Linked DNA regions of Sus scrofa: region 2 is linked to region 1. Evidence: chromatin contacts called from public HiChIP or PLAC-seq data. All regions are on one chromosome and are shown on one strand. Each heading gives the region's core, a stretch centred on a gene start, on an enhancer-like site or on the middle of the called end of the contact. The rest is flanking DNA. Distances are from core to core; before and after follow the strand shown.

What was found. HiChIP or PLAC-seq counts read pairs in DNA pulled down with a chosen protein or histone mark.
Region 2: an H3K27ac HiChIP or PLAC-seq map of alveolar macrophages shows a contact between it and region 1. The contact joins two enhancer-like sites. A contact is called at or near these places in 1 of 5 promoter capture datasets (fetal liver), 2 of 47 Hi-C or Micro-C datasets (heart right ventricle and skeletal muscle) and 2 of 2 datasets of contacts at active chromatin or transcription factors (alveolar macrophages and skeletal muscle).

The regions. Positions count from the first base shown.
Region 1 is chr18:29,115,734-29,122,074 of Sscrofa11.1, reverse strand. It overlaps ST7 (suppression of tumorigenicity 7), which reads left to right. Exons shown (of 15, transcript NM_001123198.1): 7 at 3,764-3,918; 8 at 6,100-6,197. Among named protein-coding and RNA genes, the nearest start is that of ST7, 170 kb to the left of the region's middle. Within about 2 kb of position 2,959, at least 13 of the 83 cell types and tissues checked have an H3K27ac peak or open chromatin away from gene starts, as enhancers often do. A contact at or near this core is called in alveolar macrophages, where this site is marked.
Region 2 is chr18:29,346,745-29,353,101 of Sscrofa11.1, reverse strand. The region is part of intron 1 of CAPZA2 (capping actin protein of muscle Z-line alpha subunit 2); the gene reads left to right. Among named protein-coding and RNA genes, the nearest start is that of CAPZA2, 15 kb to the left of the region's middle. Within about 2 kb of position 2,456, at least 4 of the 83 cell types and tissues checked have an H3K27ac peak or open chromatin away from gene starts, as enhancers often do. A contact at or near this core is called in alveolar macrophages, where this site is marked.

The DNA.
Region 1 (6,341 bases), core at 1,710-4,209:
AGTAAGTGCTTTACATATCTAAAACATCTTGATTAGGAAAATTTTCCAGATATAGAATGCTCATCTGTGCCATCGCATTTTCTAGGTAGAACTTGTGCTAGTGGGAAAACATAATAAAAACATAAAGTGAAGAAATTACACTTTAAAAATATTTCAAGATTAAGGCAAAGATAAGAGGAAATGCTGTCCTTAGTGCTGTTGAACATTCTGTGGGCCACCAAGGGAGGCTGGGGAGTCTCATCTGGAGATCTCAGAAAGTGAGAAAGATCCTTAAAGTTGGAGTCATAAAAGCTCAGGGTTGGCAGAGACCTTAAAGGTCATTTAGCTCTAACACCCATCTGGTGCTTGAATCACCTCGACACTGTCCTTGCCAAGTGGTCATTGTTAAACTATTTTATGATTTTTCTGAAGAAAGAGAATCTTTGGAGGTCTTAGTGAAAAGATTCACTTGAGAGTTGGAAATCCTGCCAATGTAACCTGTTGATCTGTTTGGTTTCTGATTCTGTCATGCAACATATTTATTTTTCAGTTTCTTGTCATCTACAAATTTGATATGCCTGCCTTCTGTGTGTCATCTATGTTCCTGATAAAAGTATTAGGATTAGGGATAGAACCCTATGTCATGACATACAGAAACCACCCTCCAGGGTCATGTCTTCATGAATCATCATCCTTTGGTATTTATCGTTCAACCAATTACTAAGCTACCTAATTACACTGTGATTCAGCCCATATATCTGCATTTTGATCTTAAAAATGCCAGTTGTAGCTATGGATCTTTAAGGTACAATAAAATCCCTTAGAATATGTTAAGCTAGCACAACCTGAAACTATTCCTTTAATAATCCATTAGAATATCTTTCAAAATCAATGTTCTGTAATTTGGGAAGTCTACCTTCTTCCCCTTTTTGAACATTTTTTACTACATTTGTCATCTCATCTTCTAGTACCTCTCCATCCTTTGTTATTCCTTAACCATCCACAGAGAGCAGTTCCATGGCCTGCCTACAAGATCTGTTGGCTTCCTGGGATTTGCATATCCCAGTACAGTCATTCATTTAGAATAGATCAGTTATTTGCTACCTTACATCTTTGTATCCATTTATAGTTTATTTCTCCTCCCTTTGTCAATCATTCTCCCTGATGGAGAAACCAGGAACAAAACAGAAATTAGAGAATTTTGCTTTCTCTTTATTATTCGCTGCTACTAATTATAAATGTTCCTTGTTTTGATGTTGTTGTGTGTCTGTCTTTTTTGCTTATTTGTTTTTATCGTGGTTTTGGAGAAGTGAGAGCAAGGGGGCCTTAAACATAATTTAAAAACAGAGAATAGTTGGTTGTCTTTAGCATTTTTTTGTTTGTCTTTGTTTTGTTTTGTAAGCTTCTGCTAATTTGGGGTTGTAGCTCTCCCGACATTACTCTTATAAGCTCATTTCACTCTCTTACAGTCCTTCATTACATGCCCTCTTTCTGTCTTTTTTTACATGTCCTTTAGAGAAACCTTGTGAGAGATCTCTGTACAGCCATAGTGGTAACTTAAATGTCACCCCTCTTTTCTTCCTGAGAGGGTCATTTATGATTGTAGTTATGATTAGACATTTGGAAGTTGCTCAACCCTCTCAAACCATTTTTCCTTCTGAGTCTCATGCCATTGAATCATTCCTCTTTTCTTTGAATTTTTTGAAGTCCACCTTACCTTCTTTGATTATCCTGAACTCCAAAATGACATAGTAACTCTCTCTGAATGTTCCTATCAATTTTCATTTCACCAACTATTTTTTTCTTCTTGGTCAGAATTAGGTCCAGAGTTGAAGTTCCCCTAATTGCTTCCTCTACCATCTGGGAGATAAAATTATTACCAAAGTAAGTCGAGAACCTGTTGGGGGCCCTACTTTTAACCAAATGAGACTTCTAGCAGACATCTGGATGGTTGACACCCCATCACCATACTTTCTGGCTTCTGTATGTGTATTGTGTTGTGACAAGGATGCATCATCTATATCTTCCATTGAGCTGAGCAGTCTGTTCTGTACCCCGCCCCCAACCATTAGCACTTCTATTGCTCTTTCCTTTCTCCTTCACTCATAAGCTCTTAGCATGTTTCTACCCCAGACTCATGAGTTTCCACATAGATGTATGTTTTCTTGGCCAGTAGTGCTACTCTGCCTCTCCTCCTATGAATGCTATTTGTAATATAAACAAAGCAAGCAAGCTACCCCAACCTGTCTTCAGTTCCCAGTCCACCAACTGTAATTGTGTAGCTAATTCCTCTGATGCTATGTCCACCACTCAGTACTATAATCTCAATTTTCACTTCATTTCCCTGGACCCATATTTATGTGTCTGCACCTGAAGCCTTAAGTATTGCTTCTTGATACCCAACCCACTTTTTTTCTCTAGTGAATCACCGGGCAGTTTCGGCATCATTTTTCTTTCCAAGCCATGGCTACTGCCCTCCACAGTGATTGGTTTTACAGCTTTTTTTCTGGGCATTTTCCTCCCTATCTCACTGCTTTCAGTTTAAAGCTCTATTGACCAGTCCTGCCTGAAATCAGAAGGATTGCCTAAGAAACTTTTAAGACCCCTCCTCATGGCTAAGATTAACTAGTAACCCCAAATCTCACTTTAGCTGTAAATTCAGCCTCCTTTTCCTAGCTGGCTATTGCAGTAAAAGTAACATTCGGTTGTAGTAAAAGTAACATTTGGTTTCACTTTCTGTTTGTTTTCTCTCTTGTGGTCTAATGGAGGTTCTGATAAATATGGAAATGACCATAAGAGAGGCAGCGGAGAAAGCAAGCCAAGGGATCTGTACAGATCAGGACCTGTGTGGTCTGCTCTGGCTTCACCGTTTCCTTATTATAGTCCTTTCTTTGACAGTTGGGTTGTTGTTCTATGATTTGGAAGGTTTAAATTTTCAAAGAGTTCCCCTTGTTCGTTGGTTGATTGTTTTTCCTCTCTGACTTCCTACATTAAGAAGTTGTTGAAAGGATTAAATGAGATGATATATGTTAAGTGCCTGGTACAGTGCTTAATATATACTAAGCAACAGGTGATAGCTTTTATTGTTAAAGGTGTGAGATTTAACTCTTGCTTGCTACTTTTGATTTTGAGCTCTTTAGAAATAACTCTGCCTGTAGGTTCTTCCAGTATTCTTCTCTGACAGATAACCAGTGCTAACTATAACGAGATGTTGAAGCACTGCTTTTAAATGAATAACTTACTTGCTTTAATGAATTTCTCATTCTGAAGAAATCCTTAAAGAGAATCTGTGTTTAATAAATAGAAGTAAACTTTATGGTATCTCTAACTTTGAGTGTCAGAAGGAGATGTTTAATAACAGCTATTATCATTGCCATTGTTAGCTGACATTATTGAGCATGGACCACATGCTGGCTACTACTGTACTGAGCACTTTTCATGCATCACCTTACTTAACCTTCACAACAACACTGTGAAAAATAGATTCCATGTTGATCTCCATCAGGGAGGCAGAGTAATAACTTGCCCAAAGTGACACACTAATAAGGGGCGGAGTCCACATGTGAGCCCCATGCTCCTAACACTACTCATCTTATCTCTCAAGCTAAAATACAGACGTTTCTTTTGCACCATTATTTTGTGTCAAAACGACAAACAGGGATGCATGAACCAGTTGGCCACTCTGCATGTTTTGGCATAACTCCTGCCCTTCTGCATGCACTCCTGCAGCTATTACAATGTCCTTGGATTTGTCATTGATGGCAGCTATTATCTGAATGGACAGGTGTGCAACTGCTTATATTCTCTTGGCGGAAGAGGAAGCAACAACAATTGCTGAAGCAGAAAAGCTGTTTAAGCAGGCTCTGAAAGCTGGAGATGGCTGTTACCGGCGTTCTCAGCAGCTACAGCATCATGGATCCCAGTATGAAGCCCAACATAGTAAGGTTTCCTCTAGGTTGACATGTTGGGGGATCAGAATTTTAACATGATTAGTCAGAGAAAATGTTCAGGCCAGTTCAAAATGTGATTTTCCCCTAGATTAGAATAAGTATTGGTTTTTGCTTTTCTTTTTTTAATTAATTTTTCCTCCCCATAAGAACACAGTCCATAATTAACTTATAGCTTCATTACTGCTCATGTTTTCTTTCCTGTGTAGATTCTTAACTCCAGAAATAAATGGTAATAACCTTTAATGGTAATCTTTTTCCGCCTCAGAATTCTTACATATTTTTGTTTATCTGTTGCTTATTTACCCCATAATTTTAAGTCCTAATTGGGAAACAGGACTTAAATTAGTGTTAATGCTATGAAAAGTTTTATCTTATGGATTTTCTACAGCACAGGTTGAAGTAGGACAGCTAAGAATATAACAATTATTGTTGATTATCTCAGATTGTCTTTTGCAATTATTTAGGAAGCACTGGTGTTTGCTTCCAGAGAGTAAAAGCCATAAGTTTCTAATTATTTTTTTATATTTAAAATAACGGCTTATTTTATTTAGCAAAACTCTTTAAAATGAGACCTTTCACTTTAGTATACTAAACTGAAAGTTATATTTGGGGGGAATGGTATAAAAACAAGACAACAAAATAATTTCTGGAATTCCCTGAGCTTTGACTTGTCAGTTTGTTGGTAGTTTAAGCAAAAATTTAGTGATTCTTGTGAGAGGGAATGTTTTTATTATTTAAGCAAACTTCAGCTGTTTCCTTAAAGTGGAATTTCTCTCAAATCATTTCTCTCTCATGCATCTTGGAGAGTAGGAGTGTATCTTCATATTTGAGAGTATAAAATTGAATATTAGTATTAAACTTGGATTTGGTGCAGAAACTGAGTGCCTTACTCCCTGTGACTAAGGTACAGTGAGATCTTTGCACCGTAGCCCATCTATATGTCTGTCCTCACAACCCATCAATACACAGGTTTTTATTTTTATTCTGTAGTAGTTTATATGTTAATCAAGTCTGTAATCACCATCTGTATCTTACTTTTTTGAAAAGATTATGTACAACACAATAAATTTTGAAGACATGTATAGTAAATGTCTATTTTAACTAAATGAATATTAATACATAAAATTACATAATATATAACTTAAGAAGTTTTCTTTATTTCTTTTATTCTGTAAATAAAATCCTTTTAACCTGTTGTCTAGCTCTATCCAAAAAATATAATCACATCTTTAAAATAATTTGAAGGTACTTGGCAAATTTTCAGCCACATCTTGTTCTCATTGTTTAAAACTTGAAATGTTAGGACTTTGGTCTTAACATCTTTTAATAGCTGCATATTATACATATACTTAATCTATAACAGGTGTGTCATATTTTTCTAAAACATGGTAATTTTATTGAGGATTAAGCACAAGCATGTTCTCACTGGTCTGGAAACATATCCAAAAAGACATATAATTAAATAAGAGATTAAGATGAGAAGTTGTTAATGTACTTTTTTAGAGTCATTGAAGTGACTATTATTACAACTATTTGGCCTGTCAATGCCTTCTCTAACACTAGGGTAGTTTTCATTTTGTTGCATAGTCTATTGTCATATCTGGAATGTGTTATTTTGCCATCTAAAATCGACTGCTTTGGGGACCTGGAGATGATTATGATGTCACTAGTGTTAGGGAAGGAATAATGTAAAACAGAAGTTCAAGATGAGGCTTCTCCAAACTTAATGTCAAGAAGGAAAAAAAAATGGTTCATCAGGATGCAACCTGAGAGTCACCTCTTTGCATCTTCCCCAAAAGCATGCACACTAGAAGAATGTGTTCTTGCTTGTAAACCACATGCAATGTGGGTACAGTCATTTTCCCAGCACTTTGTGGCAGATGATTTTGTTTATCACATATTCAACATCGTGACTCAAAAGCATGGATTAATAATCAGTCACATGAGTTGACCTTTGCAAGTCTAAGCACTTTGACTCTACTCTGTATGTACTCTGCTGTTAGCACAGTTGTCAGTGCTCCTGGCAGTAAGAAAACATCAAGGGAGCAGATTGTTCTCTCTGAGGTTTTCCTTGAAGAGCCTAAAAAAATGCACCTCTGTATTTTTTCTTGATGCTCTGCAGAAAGCTCTTGTTTTGTTAAGTTCTGGTATTTTATATCTCCCTCTTCAGGACGAGACACCAACGTCTTGGTCTACATCAAAAGAAGGCTAGCAATGTGTGCCAGAAGACTTGGGAGGACCAGGGAAGCAGTGAAAATGATGAGAGATGTGAGTTTGAATTTGTGTTTGGAAACAGTGGCAATGCACCTGACTTAGAGAAGGAGGAGCCCACTGAATGGCCATAGCACATGGTACCACTGATGGTGTGGTAGTCCCATGGGGCTGGGGTTCTGCTCTAGCTCCCAACTTAGT
Region 2 (6,357 bases), core at 1,207-3,706, 230 kb before region 1:
GGAAAATAGAAGGGTTGTCAGCACAGTTGTTTGTTTGTTTTGCTTTTTGAGGCTGCACTTGGGGTATATGGAGGTTCCCAGACTAGGGGTTGAATTGGAGCCACAGCTGCTGGCCTATACCACAGCCACAGCAATGCCAGATCCGAGCTGCTTCTGCTCAGACCAGCTCACGGCAAGGCCAGATCCTTAACCCACTGAGTGAGGCCAGGGATCGAACCTGCAACCTCACAATTCCTAGTTCAGATTCATTTCCATTGCACCACAGTGGGAACTCCTATTAGCAGAGTTTTCAGATAAAATATAGGATGCCTGGTTAAATTGAATTTAAGATAAGCAACGACTAGTTTTTTGTATAAATATTTCCCATGCATTATATTTTTGAGCTACTGTGGAGTACAAGGCTATTTGCCTCTAAATTTAATGGTTCCATGCAGCTATTTTTTGTGATGTGTAAGTGCTTTCGTGATATGCATCATCTGCTTTTTATACTTTCACCTCTTTTTTTTCAGTTGCCCAAAGCGTTTTAAAATTTTTAAAACTTTTTTGTCAGCTTACTATATATACACTTTGGTGCATGACTGCATTTCTTTCTGAAGAATTAATGTTTCCTACAGACAGAATCTCCTGGATTTTCCCTTAGTATTTATAAAAATTTTTGCCAATTTACAGTGCCCAGCAAAAGCATCAGAAAAATCTGGAGAATTCATAGGCACAGGTAATTGAAGTAACATTAATTTTGCCTACAGCTTCTATAAATTATGCTGGCAATTGATTGACAACCTCTGATAAACCTCTCCACCTTGTGCTTTCCTGTGCTAGCTGGTGATCATAAAGTTGAAGTAGCACTGCCAGATGCTCACTTCTTCCAGTAATAGACACATCTTAAGGAGGCAGTGTGGGCCAAGAGAATTTTGTTACTTTTATCTGTGGCATTTCACCACAAAGCTTGGCTTTACTTGAGAAAGATGCTTTCCATACGCTAATGCAAAGACTGTCAGAATCAAGAACTGCAAGGCAGAAAGCTGCACGTGGAGTTTATTTGCATTCAGCTCTCCCTTTGTTCTTCTCTGAGAAATTTTTCAGTCTTATTCAGCCGTGTAGGTATAAAATTGTAAGTTTCCAGATCTGTGGTCCAGGTAGCATAGGATGGTAAAAACACTTGTTATATTATACTGTCCTGAGGGATCACCTAAGACCAAAAACAGTAAGTGAGTACTTTACTGATACTTGTCTGGATCATCACTCTCTGCCATAATGATACCAAAGATTTTGATCACAACTTCTTGTACCAGATGTGTTTATCTTCCATCTCTATCTGTTGCAGTACTGAAAAAACCAAGGAATTGGGAACTTCTTTAGAAAAGTGAGGCACTGGATTTAGCCACAAGTAGTTGTCTTTCTAGGTATTGTGACTAATCTCTTCCCATCACTGTGGTAGTTTGACTTCTGTACATGTTGGTCCAACATGATGTGCAAATGCCACATAATTCATCACTATTATTTGCTTTTCTCATCACCAAATTGAAAAATGTGTAGAGAAACGGATTTCTATCTGTAGGCTCAGGCTATAGAGTGCTTTAGATAATATGAGGGGGCGTCAACTGCTCTTTCTTGCCTGTAGCACAGAAGGAATCATTTGTGGCAGGTAGCATTAACATACTATTTTTGGGAGTTCCTGTCATGGCACAGCAGAAATGAATCTGACTAGGAAACATGAGGTTTCAGGTTCGATCCCTGGCCTCACTCAGTGGGTTAAGGATCTGGCGTTGCTGTAAGCTGTGGTATGGGTCACAGACAAGGCTCAGATCCTGCGTCGCTGTGGCATGCAGCTGTAGCTCCGATTGGCCCCTAGCCTGTGAACCTCCATATGCTGCGGGTGCGGCCCTAAAAAGCAAAAAACAAAAAATACTATTTTTATCACTGTCTGCAATTTGAGATACCTCTGATCCTAGGTGACTATCTCCTGATGTTCACAAAAAGAAAGTAATGTCTGGTAGAAAGCAGGAGACAATTTCTATAAGATTTATCAAAACGAACTGTATTTTTACTCAAAGGAAAAGATAGCATTCATCCTTTCCTAGGGAAGGTATTTGGGAAGTTCTCTTTAAGAATATTGGAATCAATTGTATCTGATATTGAAAGATGAGTATCCCTGCCTTTCCCTTGTTTGAACGATTTAGTGGTTTACAACCGAATTCTGTCCCCTTTCTTCAGGTATTTGTGGGGATTCTGATCCAAAGTAGTTTGAGCAGTCGCAAACTGCCGGAGTGGCACATAGTTCAATTTGAGGAAGTCCTCGCTTTCAGATCTTCTAATTTCTCCATCAAAGACCTTTCTCACTATTTAATAAATTCACTTCATCTTCTAATTTGTGAACTAGCAAGGAGTTCTTTATAGGCCATGGAGTAAAGAATGGAGGAAGTTTGCTTAAAATTGTGGAAGAGCCTGTAATTCATCTTCCACTCCACAGGCCACATACATAAGATTTTTCCAAGTTACTTAACTCAGTAGAGTTGCAGTAAGTCTGGAGGTTTTAAAATGTTTAATTGATGTCATCCAGTGATTCAAAATCCTGATCTTTATTTTCATCTGAAAAGTTTTTTGATGTAAACTGTAGTTATTCTTAAATAAAATTCATTTCCTAAGAATTTCAGGGCCCTCTTTTCAAGAGATTTTATTTGTAAATTTTTGTTGTTGTTGTTCCTATAAAAGAACTTTGTTTTCTGCAGTCTTTGTCAGATTGGCTCAAATCCTTCCCTTTTTTTTTTTTAATGTTGTAAATATAACTGTCCAACTTTCCTCTCCTCCCTTTAAGTCCATGGAGGATAGGAAGCTAAATAAGCACACTTATAAATTTATGTCTAAAATAAAAATAGAAAAGATCTATGAAGAATCTCTCTTATGTCCTTCTAATGTTGGGACTATATATCAGCTTATTTGCTTGCTTAAAATATATATTAAATAATTGAGTCCCTTGCTTCCTGGTCCCCAATTATATCTTAAATTTGAGCTTCCCAGATAAATGAGATCTTGTTTTATATGCCTCCTCTTCACTCTGTTGTTGAGAAAGGGATTCCTGCCATAGGGTTTTAAGGATGGCTGAACAAAACACATGCCGTTGGAGAGATGCAATGAAAACAGCCTATCAGTCACAACAGCCCAGGAGATGAGCACACAGTAGAGGGCCACATGGGGGTTGCTTTCAGGAACAGAGTGAACAAGCAGAGGCCATGGGAGGTAATCTTTGTAATATCAAGAGGGTAGATGAGCCCTGGTTCCAGCGTGAGGATGTCTTTGGCTAGTCTACATAATCCTGCAGGCTGGCAGGGAACTGAAGCCTACTACTCAGGGATAGGAAGGAACTATGCCTTTTCTCTCTGATAAAGAGGGTTGTCTGCTGGGACCTTATCTGCAGGAGCAGATTGAGGATTGGTACTTGCAGTTAGGCCATTCGAGGTCCTCCTGTTTTTCCCCAGATGTCAAGGCACACATAATACTGGGCTTAATTTTAGGCCTTATACTACATTTCTCAGCAGTAGTTCTAACCCTTTATCAAAAGTATATGCTGATGATTACTGTACCAAAAAGTACATAAGTTTTTAATAGCATAATTTGATCTTTTATGTTTTCTTTTCCATGTGAGTTTTCGATAATTTGCAAAATTTAAAACATATTCTGCTGCTCTGTATGATTTAATCACAGTAGATAAAACGCGGCCAGAATATATATGCAGTGACATGTAGACATGAAAGACAAGAGTTCTTGTTTGAAAGACTGAATGGAGTGGTGAGGCTCCAGTACTGTGTATATGTGGAATGATAAAAAGAGTGGGTAGGTTGTAGGAGTTAGAAAGTAATGGCAAGAGTAAAAAGGTAGTAGCTATTATTTGATTGCTTACTTTGTGCCAGGCACTTTTCTCTTTTTACTGCTGCACCTGGGGCATATGGAGGTTTCCAGGCTAAGGATTGAATAGGAGCTTATGCCACAGCCGCAGCAACAAGAGATCTGAGTGGCATCTGCTCCCTACGCAGCAGTAGGGATGCAACAATGCTGGATCCTTAGCCCACTGAGTGAGGCCAGGGATTGAACCCACATCCTCATGGATACCAGTTGTGTTCTTGCTCACTGAGCCACAACAGGAACTCCCCAAGCACTTTTCTAAATGTATTATCTCATTTACTGCAAGTGAGGAAGCTGAATTTAATTTGCTTATGGTCATATAGGTAGGAGGCAGTACAGATGTAGTCTAAGTACATATAGTCTTATTTAGGGTTTATGCTGTTAACAGTACATTTTATAACCTTCAGATATGGAAAACATTATATGTCATGCCAAGGACTTTGAACTTTTTGGCAGTGGGGAACCATTAGATGATTTTAAGCAGGAAAAAAAAAAACATAATCCGAATTTTTATTGAAAAATATTAATCTGGTGACAGAGTGGAAAATGACTTTTGAAAAAATGTGGGACCAGAGTCAGGGCAGTTATTGTAACATTCCAGAAACAAAATGACTGGGTCTGAATGAAATGGAATCAAAGAAAAGGGGATTGCATTTGAGCAAGAGAGACAGACACTCGACTAGGATAAAGGGAAAGATGTGGAATGGTGTCTAGGTGGTGCCAGTAACTGTATGAAGAACAGAGGGAGTAGGCTTGGGTGAGACATGCTTCTGAGGTATCTTTGAGGCATTTAATGGGGGTTTCTAATAAATAAATAATATTTTAGAAAAATCCTTCTTGGTCTCGAGAGAGGTTTTGAAAGGTGTATAGATTTGAAAGCTGTTGTTATTTGGTGATAGCAGTAGAAGTAGCTGAGATTACTTTCTTCTTTTTTAATGGCTGCATCCACAGCATATGAAAGTTCCCAGGCCAGGGATTGAATCCAAGCTGCAGCGGTGGCAACACTGGATCCTTTAACCCACTGCACCAGGTTGGGGATCGAACCCCAGCCTCCACAATGGCCCAAGCAGTTGCAGTCGGATTCTTAACCTCCTATACCACAGTGGGAACTCCTACCTAGAGATTTTGTTTGTTTGTTTCCAACCTATCTTCCAAACCATCATAGAAAAATTATGTTGAATTGGGAGGCAGCTCTGTGAAAAGCTTTGGAATGCATCTGAAGACTTCATTCACATCCCAGTTCTGGATCTCTGTTTTCTCTTTTCAAGAATTAAAAGTAATAACAATCATCTCAGAGAGTAACTGTAGATAATACTTTATTTTATCTAACAGACACAGGGATTTAAAAGGTTAAGAAATAATGGTGTATTTCATCTCCCTTAATTTACCTGTTAAAAAAAAAAAAGGAAATTTATGGAAGTTTAATCAAAACCTGGGTACAGATCATTTGTGTTAGCTTAGATGAAAACCCAGATCTTAACTGGACATTGCCACCACAGAACTGGGAACTAGCTTTTTCTTCTGTGTGGCTAGCACTGGTTTGAGGTAAGCAGAGTCAAGTAAAGAGAAAAGGGGTGATTTCCAAGTGAGAGAGGACATTGGTGTGTAGGAAGTGAATGCACTGCAGAAAACACAGAAATGCATGGGTGTAAGCCATTTGTACTACTGTAGGGCACAAAGAAACATTTCACATGTGATATGAAAATGCCTGTATTCCAGAGCTAGTGTTAAGAATACTAAATTATACTAATGCAAGTATATTTATTCTCTACTACTATAACTGCTAATACTAATATTATTATGTATTTATCCAAGTTTACATTGCTAATGAGTAGTAGAAATTAAAATCCAACTCATTCAGTCTGGCTCCAGAGATCACACACTCTACTGCTTCTTCATATCAGCGTAAGTTTTTTTGTGGTTTTTTTTTTTTTTTTTTTTTGGTCTTTTTTTGCTATTTCTTGGGCCGCTCCTGCAGCATATGGAGGTTCCCAGGCTAGGGGTCGAATCGGAGCTGTAGCCACCAGCCTATGCCAGAGCCACAGCAACGCTGGATCCGAGCCGCATCTACAACCTACACCACAGCTCACAGCAATGCCGGATCTTTAATCCACTGAGCAAGGGCAGGGACCGAACCCTCAACTTCATGGTTCCTAGTCGGATTCGTTAACCACTGCGCCACGACGGGAACTCCTGTATTACTTTTAGTTGAGATATAATTTCCTGCCATAAAATGCACAAAGCATAATTTTCATATATACACTCAGGCAATCACCAATCACTCAAAATAAGATAAAGAAAATTTTTCATCATTTCAGAAAGTTCCTTATTCTTTCTAATCTGTATATTCACCCATTTCCCAACCATACCCATAAGTTTTCTCACTATAGATTAGTTTTCCCTGGCTTTGGATGTCATGTAAATGAAATCATATAAGATTTATTTTGTGTGTGTGTG